Regions from separate parts of the Zea mays genome. Here region 2 is linked to region 1. The links are chromatin contacts, called in public Hi-C maps. All regions are on one chromosome and are shown on one strand. The core of a region is the stretch at or near the end of the contact, and the rest is flanking DNA. Distances in the headings are between cores, read along the strand shown. Region 1 holds the start of LOC100193924. Region 2 holds the start of LOC100280728 (VQ motif family protein).

Region 1 (4,911 bases), core at 193-2,692:
GAGTGGCCAGTTTGGATGGTGCTCAGCCTGGGGCACCGGACAGTGTTCGGTGCACACCGGACAGTGTCCAGTGCGCCAATGGCACCACCATTTCTTGTCTTTGCTCTAAATTTTGTTGACTCCCCAACTTAACTTCTTCCTTTGTTTACGTTGAACTTTATGCACCTGACATAAATGATGACTAGGCAAACTAGTTAGTCCACGTGGTTTGTGATGGACGTCAAACACCAAAATCGATTATAGGAAATGATTAGGCTCATTTCCCTTTCAACGTGTCAGTGTGAAGCGAATGTGCGGCTCCAGGGACCCGAGTGGCGTATTTAGGGTGCGTTTGGTTGAGAAGTGGAGTAGAATAGAGCGGCTCTATTCTCATTTTTTTGGATGTTTGGTTTCCACCAAAATAAAAACGGAACGACTACTAGGATCTACATATGGAAAATTACCATAAATAATTGGAATGCTCTCACTCTAACAAAACGATTGGATGCGAGTGCTCTCCTGAACGTGAGCGCTCTCCTCCCTCTCCCTCTAAACTCATATGACTATCCAACCAAACAAAGGACGAAGCTACTCCACTCTATTCTACTCTTCAATCAAACAAAAAATGAAGTGACTCTGTTCTGCTTGCCAAACGCAGAATAGAGCGGATTCGTTATCAAAAACTAGAACGGAGCCGCTCCATTTTAGTTGACTCTCTAACCAAACGCTCCATCAGTGTGCCGGTTGTGGCATGGCGGCGGGCATGAACAAAGTTACCAAGTTCTTCTTATCCAAGTTATCTCACTTCTTCCATTATCCTGCTGTAATCGCTACTGCTTGAGTTGAATCAATACAATCCGCTGGAAGGATCCTAACAGAATCCAAGATGCATTCTACCTCGTCCGACCAGTACCCCGGGTGCAGACATGTGTATACAGGTCAAAAGGCAGAGATCGAGATCGATTGTGTTGCTAAACTATTCCTTCGCCTGCACAATCGCCTCGCCGTGCTGCAGGCTTGCCATTGCACACAAGGACAAACCGGTGAATCATGTTCGCCGACACCACAGACTTGAACCAGAAAACAGGTCGCAGTCGCAGCTCAAAACGACCCGGCCGGCATGGTTTGCCTTCGAGTCTGCACTTGCACGAACAGGGCAAGATCGAGCAACCAGACCACGCACGCTGAAGGGCTGGCGAGAGACAAGCAGGGAGACGCCGACATCGCAAGTCAAGATTCCCCAGAAAAAGGCGGCCACGCTGCGTACACGCTTCTGTCTGCCGCATTGCGGTGCCCCACTATCCGTCCCCAAGCCCCGCCGGCCGGCCGGGGCGGGCTAGCGAGGCACTGATCTCCTCCTCTCTTCCGGTTATATAAGCCCTCCCCGCGCGCACAGACAAAGCACCCCCATGCTCAGACAGTCAGACTGCTAGACACCACAGCGTGCTCAGACAGTCAGAACGGATCGAGCGTTCATGGAGATTGGTGGTCAGACGGAGAGCGGTGCCAATGGAGGCGGCGGCGGCGGGTTCCGGGCGGCGAGGTGCTGGGAGCTGCTCCGCTGGGCGGCGGGCGTGCTCCGGGGCAAGGCCGTCGGGCTCGCCGGCAGGCTGGGCAGGATCGCGAGGGACGAGCCCCGGCGGGTGGCGCACTCGGTCAAGGTCGGCCTGGCGCTCACGCTGGTGTCCGTGCTCTACTACGTCAGGCCTCTGTTCAACAGCTGGGGGGCCTCCACCATGTGGGCCGTGCTCACCGTCGTCGTCGTCATGGAGTACACCGTCGGTACGTACGTCGTGGTACGGCCGGTACGGTGTTGCGCGCCATCGTTTCATCGCAACACAAGTATAAGTAGCTAGCTATAGCCGACTGGAAGGTGGTAGTAGATGACAAAAATATATATATCAACAACATATGGATGCAGTAGATTATAAATTATTACTGCTCCTGTATATGTGATGAGTTTAAAAAGAAGATGGTGCGGGTGACAGGTGGCACGCTGTGCAAAGGCCTGAACAGAGCGTCGGGGACGCTGGTCGCCGGCTTCATCGCCGTCGGGGCTCACAAGGTGGCCTACATGTGTGGGGACAAGGCAGAGCCCGTACTGCTCGCCATCTTCGTCTTCTTACTGTGTACGTACCTGCTGGCCGACCATTTTTACCGCACCGCACGCATGCATATGCAATGCTGTGTTGCATGCACTTCTTGCAGCGTCGGCGGCGACGTTCTCGCGGTTCATCCCGGAGGTGAAGGCGCGGTACGACTACGGCGTGACCATCTTCATCCTCACCTTCAGCCTGGTGGCCGTGTCGAGCTACCGCGTCGACGAGCTCATCCGCCTCGCGCACCGCCGCTTCTCCACCATCGCCGTCGGCGTCGCCACCTGCCTCTGCACCACCATCTTCGTCTTCCCGGTCTGGGCCGGTGAGGGCCTCCACAAGCTCGCCATCGCAAACCTCAACAAGCTGGCGGAGTTCTTGGAAGGTACAAACCTACCTACCACTCGTTCGAAAAAGTTACAGCCTCACGCACGTACGTGTACTCGCTCCCCTAGCTCAGAAATATATCTACAGATAAACCAATCTCTAAGGGCTAGTTTGGGAACACTAATTTCCCATGGGATTTTCATTTTTCCAAGGGAAAATGAACTAATTTTCCTTGGAAAATGAAAATCACATGGAAAATTAGTGTTCCCAAACTAGACCTAAAAAGTCCCATTTTAAATTCTTAGAATTAAATTCTGTTTTAATAAACATAATTTAATTAGAGATAAATTGGTTAAGATAGTATAGTTATATATATATTATATATATATATATGTAATAAACATATTTGTAATGTTGAGTTTGCCAATTAGTCAAAGAAACGCACTTACAATCTATGAAATCCAGTGTCACCGAAGCAAGGAAGTTCGTAAAGAAAAGAGAATAACTTACCGTAGTTTCGGAACATGCTAGAGTTTGGGCTAAAAGTTGTACACGTACGCATGCAGGAATCGAATCTGAATGCTTCAGAGAGAACGCTACATTCGAGAATTTGGAAGCTAAACCCTTTCTCCAAGTGTACCAGAGCGTCCTCAACTCCAAGGCCACTGAAGACTCTTTGGTAAGTGCCTAGTACTTCACTTTGCAAACGATGCCTACACCTAACCTTGTTTCTCCAGTCTCCCTCTTGAGAAATTAAATACTTTTAGCTTTAGATATATCTAGAATTATCGAGATTTTATGTTGTATAATAACTAACATTAGATTAAATTATTGAACTTGTTTTTTTGTAATAAATTGATTTAAATGTATAAATTAGAAAATGTGGCCGACACAATCTAAAATGGTACTGTTGGGCACCAAAGCTCCTGAATCCAGAAAAAAAATATACATAGAAGTAAATGCGATCCAATGGCATGTGTTCCCAAAACCCCCCGCAGTGCAACTTCGCCAAGTGGGAGCCATGCCATGGCAAATTCAAATTGCGACATCCATGGAGCCAATACCAGAAGCTCGGCGCTCTTTGTCGCGAGTGCGCTTCTTCAATGGAGGCTCTCTCCTCCTACGTCGTCACCCTAGCAAGAACCGAGGTAACTGCAGATCGATCCATCCATCTACGTAACGTACTTCGCGATCAATGGATTAGATTACATACAAAGAACCATCCTACTTCCCTACTAGATTCTCCCTGCTCACTGCAGTATCCTGAAGCGCATCCGGAGCTATGCTCACAGCAGGTTCGAACAGCATGCCGCCAGATGAGCTTGCACTCGGCCAAGGCGCTCCGAGAGCTCACAGCAGCGATGCGGACGATGACGACTGTACCGTCCCCAGCCAGCGTCCACGTGTCTGCAGCGATCAAAGCGGCGAAAGGCCTCAGAGACGGGTTATCAGAGGGTGCGGATCTGGCGCGAGCGATGCATGTTGCTGTTATCGCATCTCTTCTCTCTGAGTTGGTTACCAAGACCAAGCAGATCACTGAGTCCGTTGATGTCCTCGCGCGACTTGCCCGCTTCAGAAACCCTGAAACCACTCAGACTCACAAGGGTGTGGCTATCGATGTAGTGAGCTGAGAGTGAGAAGCAGACGATCTTCGGTGGGACTTCACTAGTGATACTCTGTATTTGTATCAGAAGCCTTTTGCTGAATGGGATAAAACAGCGAGCTAGTATGAAGTACAATACTAACTGTGCATACAGCAAGTGACTGATCCTTTGATTTGTGGAATCAATTATGATGCTGGATTGCGACGGTAAATGTCACTGTCTTCCACAGTTGCACAGCAATTAGCTTTTCTCAGAAGTAAAAATAAAAACAATATTCTTCTCAATATTAGGGAAGAAAAAAAAATTTACCTCTCAATGTGTAGCAGTACTCACTACCGAAATCAAGTTCGTTGCTGAGTGTACGGCACTTTTGCTAAGGACGATTTATCGGGCACTCGACAAACAAGCTTTGCCATCTGTCACTCTCGACGAATAATGACACTTAGCACAAACCTACTTTGCTGAGCATAAAACACTCGACAAATAAGATTTGCCATCTGCCACTCTCGACGAATAATGACACTTAGCACAGACCTCCTTTGTTGAGCATAAAACACTCGACACACATGCTCGCCAAAGGAGTTTTTGCCAAGTGTCAAACCCTTAGCGAAATGAGACGCGCTAAGTGTCAAACCCTTAGCGAAATGAGACGCACGGCAAAGGGCCGTCAGCACTAGTCTATAGTTGACGGCCGTTGCCTATGTCGAGCCGGAGTTGACACTCAACAAACTAAGTTCTTTGCCGAGTGTTCCCTGGTGGCCAATCGGCAAAGAGATTGTTAGCCGAGTGTCAAGCCCTTAGCGCAACGAGACGCACGGTAAATGTCACACCCGGGTTTCGGGGCACCAAGACCCGAGCGTGAACATAATCACCAGGTGTGCTGGGACCAAGTCTCACACATATGA
Region 2 (4,638 bases), core at 1,424-3,923, 170 kb before region 1:
CCCTATCCATAGTTGAGTCTGAGTACATTATTGCATGACATTGTTGTGTATAATTAATCTAGATGAGGCAAACCCTCAAGGACTTTGGCTACAATCTGAACATAGTCCCCCTCCTATGTGACAATAAGAGTGCTAACCGAATGGCTGATAACCCTGTTGATCATGACCGCATTAAGCATATAGACATCTGGTATCACTTTCTAAGAGATCACTCATAAGGGGAGATATCGTTATAGACCATGTGGGCACCCATAAACAATTAGCTGATATCTTCACTATGCCTTCGAATGAAAAACAATTTTGTGAGTTTTGGAGTGAACTAAATATTCTTGATTCTCGTAATATGGATTAAAATATTGCACACATTGCTCATTTATTACACCTTTGATCATTTCTATCTCTTTCAATTGGTACTATTTCAATTGTTCGTATTTTGGTTGTACCAAGGTTCAATTTGTAGGAAATCATCACCAGACCTCACAAGTCCAAGTGTATAAGCTAAACAAGTATTCTACACTTATATGCACATATTTAGGGGGAGGATGGTCTACAACTTGAACTTTTGAGACTAATCATGTTTTCAAGCTTATGTGTGTAGTCTCAAACTAAAAGGGAAATGGAGGTTTCGAGCAAAGGAAAGCGCCGATGAGGACTAGGAGAACCGAGGCCCGCTAAGCCAAGACTTAGCTAGGACTCCACCTCTCAGCTTCTAAGCTCCACTTCCACCCCGATAAGAGATCTGAGAGTCCCTCCTCCCTCTCTCGGCCGCTTGTAACTCTTATTATGAGTTTGATCATAAATGGTGTCGGTAGCGCAAGCCATCGACGATATGATGTAGGGACGTCCTGTTCGAACCATTATAAATTTTGCGTCCTCCACGCACACCCTCCGGAGCCCTGAAACACGCACAAGAAATTTACTTGTCGAACCGAGGTACGAAACACCGACAACACCCATAATTGCACAAGCGCACGGGTAGTTCATATAAATCAACCACACGTACCATAGTAACTTAATTTAAAAACCATCCCGCTCGAGGTCCTTCCTCTCTATGTCCATGTCGTACTGTAATTTTATATATAGAAATATAAGATATAATTTTGCATACAGAAATTCAGGATGCATCTTATGAGCAGACCAAGGCAGTGGACTGACTAACAATGTAAAACGGGATATAGCATAGTTGAATACAGTGTAATGTCGTATTAATACGGGTCGTCCCGTTTTCATTTCGTTTTCACAATTGTCTGGAAATAAGAATACGAGTGAGGTAAATGTAAAAATCGGTGCGGAACAGATTTTGCCCCCAACTGTTTACATAGTGAGTTCGGTTACAACGCACCAGGTCAGCATGACATAATGATAAGCGCATCACTGAGTTAGTAAAGAATTAACAAATCCATCATTAAGCCGACAACAACCATTTCCTTGGCCTACACAAGAGGTGTAAATCTAAAGGAAAAGAAGAAATAAACAAAGGCATGTGGGTGTGGTGGCCGGCCGCTTCTAGTAGTCATCTGCTGCTACTACTGCTACCGGAAAACTTTTTCTGTTCTCACGTCCTTTCTGCACTAATCAAATTAGCATCAGTGGCGGGCCCACCAACACCAACTTGCCCCTACCTTCCAGAAGAGAGATAGAGAGAGGAAAAATTGTGGAAAAATGTCGCAAAAGTTTGGGCCGGCGCTGCATATCTGTCTTGGTTGGACCTGGACGCAAGCGGAGGGGCGCCGAGCTAAAGATCCGGTAGGCTGCCGAAGAACTCCGCGCACGTGGCCGGCGAGGGAACGGTGGGCGTGGCGAGGAGGTTGCGGGGGCTGGGGACGAACGGGTCGCAGTAGTAGGCCGGCGGCGGCGGAGGCGGCGGGCCGTTGCCCGGGCCGGTGCCGGACGAAGAGGCGCCGGCGTTGGCCGCGGACGCTGCTGCCCGGAGGATGGGGCTGAGCTCGTTGAGCCAGCTGATGCTGCCGGGGTCGTCGAAGGGCAGCGGCGAGAACAGCCCGCACGCGGCGGCCGGCGGCAGCGAGGACGGCACCGGGGACAGGATGCCCGGGTGGCGCGCGGGGCCGAGAGCCGCCGCCAGGGTGCCGTCGTCGGCGCCGTAGGCCGGCGCCGCCGCGGGCATGGGGCGCACGGAGCGCTCGATGGTGGCCAGGCGCGCGGCCGGGGACATGGCGGCGGACGGCGACAGCAGCAGCTCGGGGGGCAGGAACGCCTGCCCCAGCGGGACGCCGCCGCCGCCGTCGTCGTCCACCATGTGGCCCTCGTGCTGCTGCGGCGGCGGAGGCGGCGTGCCGGACCCACCGGGGCCCGTGAGGTGCTGCACGAGCGCCATGAAGTCGCTGGGCTTGACGTGGATGACCTTGGGCGACGCGTCGTAGATGATGACGGGCGCCCGCCCGGGGGCCGGAACCCCCGACCCCGAGTGCTTCTTGATGGCGTGCGACTCCGCCCTGACGTTGAGCTTGGGCGGGCGCGGGCCCTGCAGCTGCCGGCGCGGCGTGGTGGGGCGGCCCGACGACGATGGAGGGTCCATCCCCCGCGCCCGGTCCCCGTGCTCCGTCACGGCGGCGGCGTGGGCGAGGCCGTGGTGGAGGAACGGGGAGCGGGGATCGGGCCGGGAATGGGAATTCAGCATGAGGGGAAAGGAAGGGGGGAGGCCGGGACCGGGAGGAGACGGAGTGGTGTGGCCTGGTGGTGGGGTGGAGTGGAGTGCCTGTGGGCGGGTGAGCTCCGGGAGGCAAAAATCAATGCGACGTGTGGTGTGGCTATGTGGGTTTTTTGTTTTACGGCAGAGGTGTTTTTTTTACGTCCGGGTGCATTGGTTTCTGGGACGGCGTCGTTGGAATTGGGAGTGCACGGGCGGCAGCGGCACTTGGCCAGTGGACTCGGCTCGCCTCCGCGTGGCCAGGCCAAAAATGGTAGCACGCGCGGGACGGGCGGAGAACTCGTCCCGCGGACTCCACCACGCGGGTGTGCTGTGGGCTTGTGCACGTCCATTTGGAAGCGTCCGATTCTGCCTTCCTCATTTTGCGGCTTGCGTTGCTGTCTGTCTGTCTGCCCTTCGCTCTCCTTCCTCGTTCTCTCCTGCTGCTACGGCCCGGACCTGACAGATTTCGTTGTAAAACAGGCCCGTCGCCCGTCGCCGTGCGAGTGTACAACGACAAAGAACGGCATCGATATATGGCCCGGGGGGAGGGGGGTTGCAATGCGAATGCGTTGCTAGGTCAAAAAAAAAATTCCGTTCCTTTCGACGACTCGGCGACTCTTTCAAGCCACAACGGAATTTCATCCTCTCCCATTGGTTTACACGAAATCATAACAAGTGATTGGTTAGCTGCGTATACTTCTTGACAGTGTTTCGAAATCACCGGGTTAGTAATCTGAATACTTATTTTGCGCGTATGGTGTGAATCGTGAGCAAGGAGGACACAAAAGTTATAATGGTTTCGATTGGATATTCATACGTCCAGTTAGGCGACTTGCTTTACCCGCCTGCACTGAGCCTGCAACAGCGGGTTACAACTTGATTGAGGGAGAGGAGCTCCTAACTCCTAAGTCTCTGGTGAGCAAGCGAGTGAACGGGAGATGTAGTGCTCTGTGCGATTAGAGGTGTGTTGGCTACTTTTGTGATAGTTTGTTGTCGGTTCTCGATCGTTGTTGTCCCCTTCCATTTATAGACCAGGCAAGGGCCACAAGTCCGAGAGGTTGGACAAGGCGAAAGAGGGTTGGATCTTGTCATGTAGCTCACTGTCTTCTAGAATTCTGGCCGACCGAAGGACTCCTGCGGATGACTGTCCCTCCTTGAGTAAAATGCACTTCCGGTCCTTAAACTTGTCTGTTCATAAACCTTTTAAAAGCATTTCTCTTAAAGACATAATCATTGTTCGGATCTGTATTGTGTCCGAACGGGACGAAACAAATCCTTTAGCAGGTATTTACCTTCTTCCTCGGCATTAAAGTCACATCACAGAAAGAGGGAACCAACACCAAGAGCCAAGGAAGGCCAGAGGCAGGGCCCTGTGAGCATCGCTCTCGCTAGTCACCACATTGTAGCTACTGGCCAAGGCGCCTATATTAGGCTGCGTCGGGAAGATGCAGCGGCGCAAAAGCATCTCACTAGAACCGAGCGTGCGGCGTGGGGACATGTAGCGGGTCTTGGCGGCGATGGCGAACGGGACATGCTGCACTTCCCGTGGGAGTCGTCGATGTCATACCTGTTCGGTGGGCTAGCAGTGGTGTTGGGGCTCTTAGCCTTTGCTCTCCTCATCCTGTCCTGCTCTAATTGGAAGTTGTCTGTGTACGTCGACGCAAGCCATAACCAGCGGGCAGCGGTGGCCCTAGGGGTGGGGCAGAGGGGCGACCGCCCCGAGCCCCCAGATCTATAGGGCCCTAATCCTAAATATAAATTCAACAGTTAGACTATTAGTGTATGACATAATAGTTTAGCAATGAAGTACCAAATAGTTTATTGCTACGACGTGTTCACAATCCGATCTTATCTAAACATGTTAGAAGAAACTTTTAAGGTAATATTGTAATATGTATCTTTTTATTTACTTATTGCTTGACATAAATATTTTTATATATCTTAAGTGCTTATATTGATAATATTTGTATATAAAAAGAATTAGAATG

The links. A called contact is a pair of places that touch in the nucleus more often than the background predicts.
Region 2: a contact with region 1 is called in a Hi-C map of ear, with 2.2 times the contacts expected there. The contact joins the promoter of LOC100280728 here to the promoter of LOC100193924 in region 1. A contact is called at or near these places in 1 of 25 Hi-C or Micro-C datasets (ear) and 1 of 3 datasets of contacts at active chromatin or transcription factors (leaf).

What each region holds. Positions count from the first base shown.
Region 1 is chr10:117,493,933-117,498,843 of Zm-B73-REFERENCE-NAM-5.0, reverse strand. LOC100193924 reads left to right here and starts at 1,442. Exons shown (of 6, transcript NM_001138996.1): 1 at 1,442-1,761; 2 at 1,968-2,108; 3 at 2,188-2,460; 4 at 2,969-3,081; 5 at 3,401-3,550; 6 at 3,662-4,160. The coding sequence starts at 1,455. The coding sequence ends at 4,033.
Region 2 is chr10:117,668,350-117,672,987 of Zm-B73-REFERENCE-NAM-5.0, reverse strand. LOC100280728 (VQ motif family protein) reads right to left here and starts at 2,673. Exons shown (of 1, transcript NM_001165633.2): 1 at 1,303-2,673. The coding sequence starts at 2,638. The coding sequence ends at 1,736.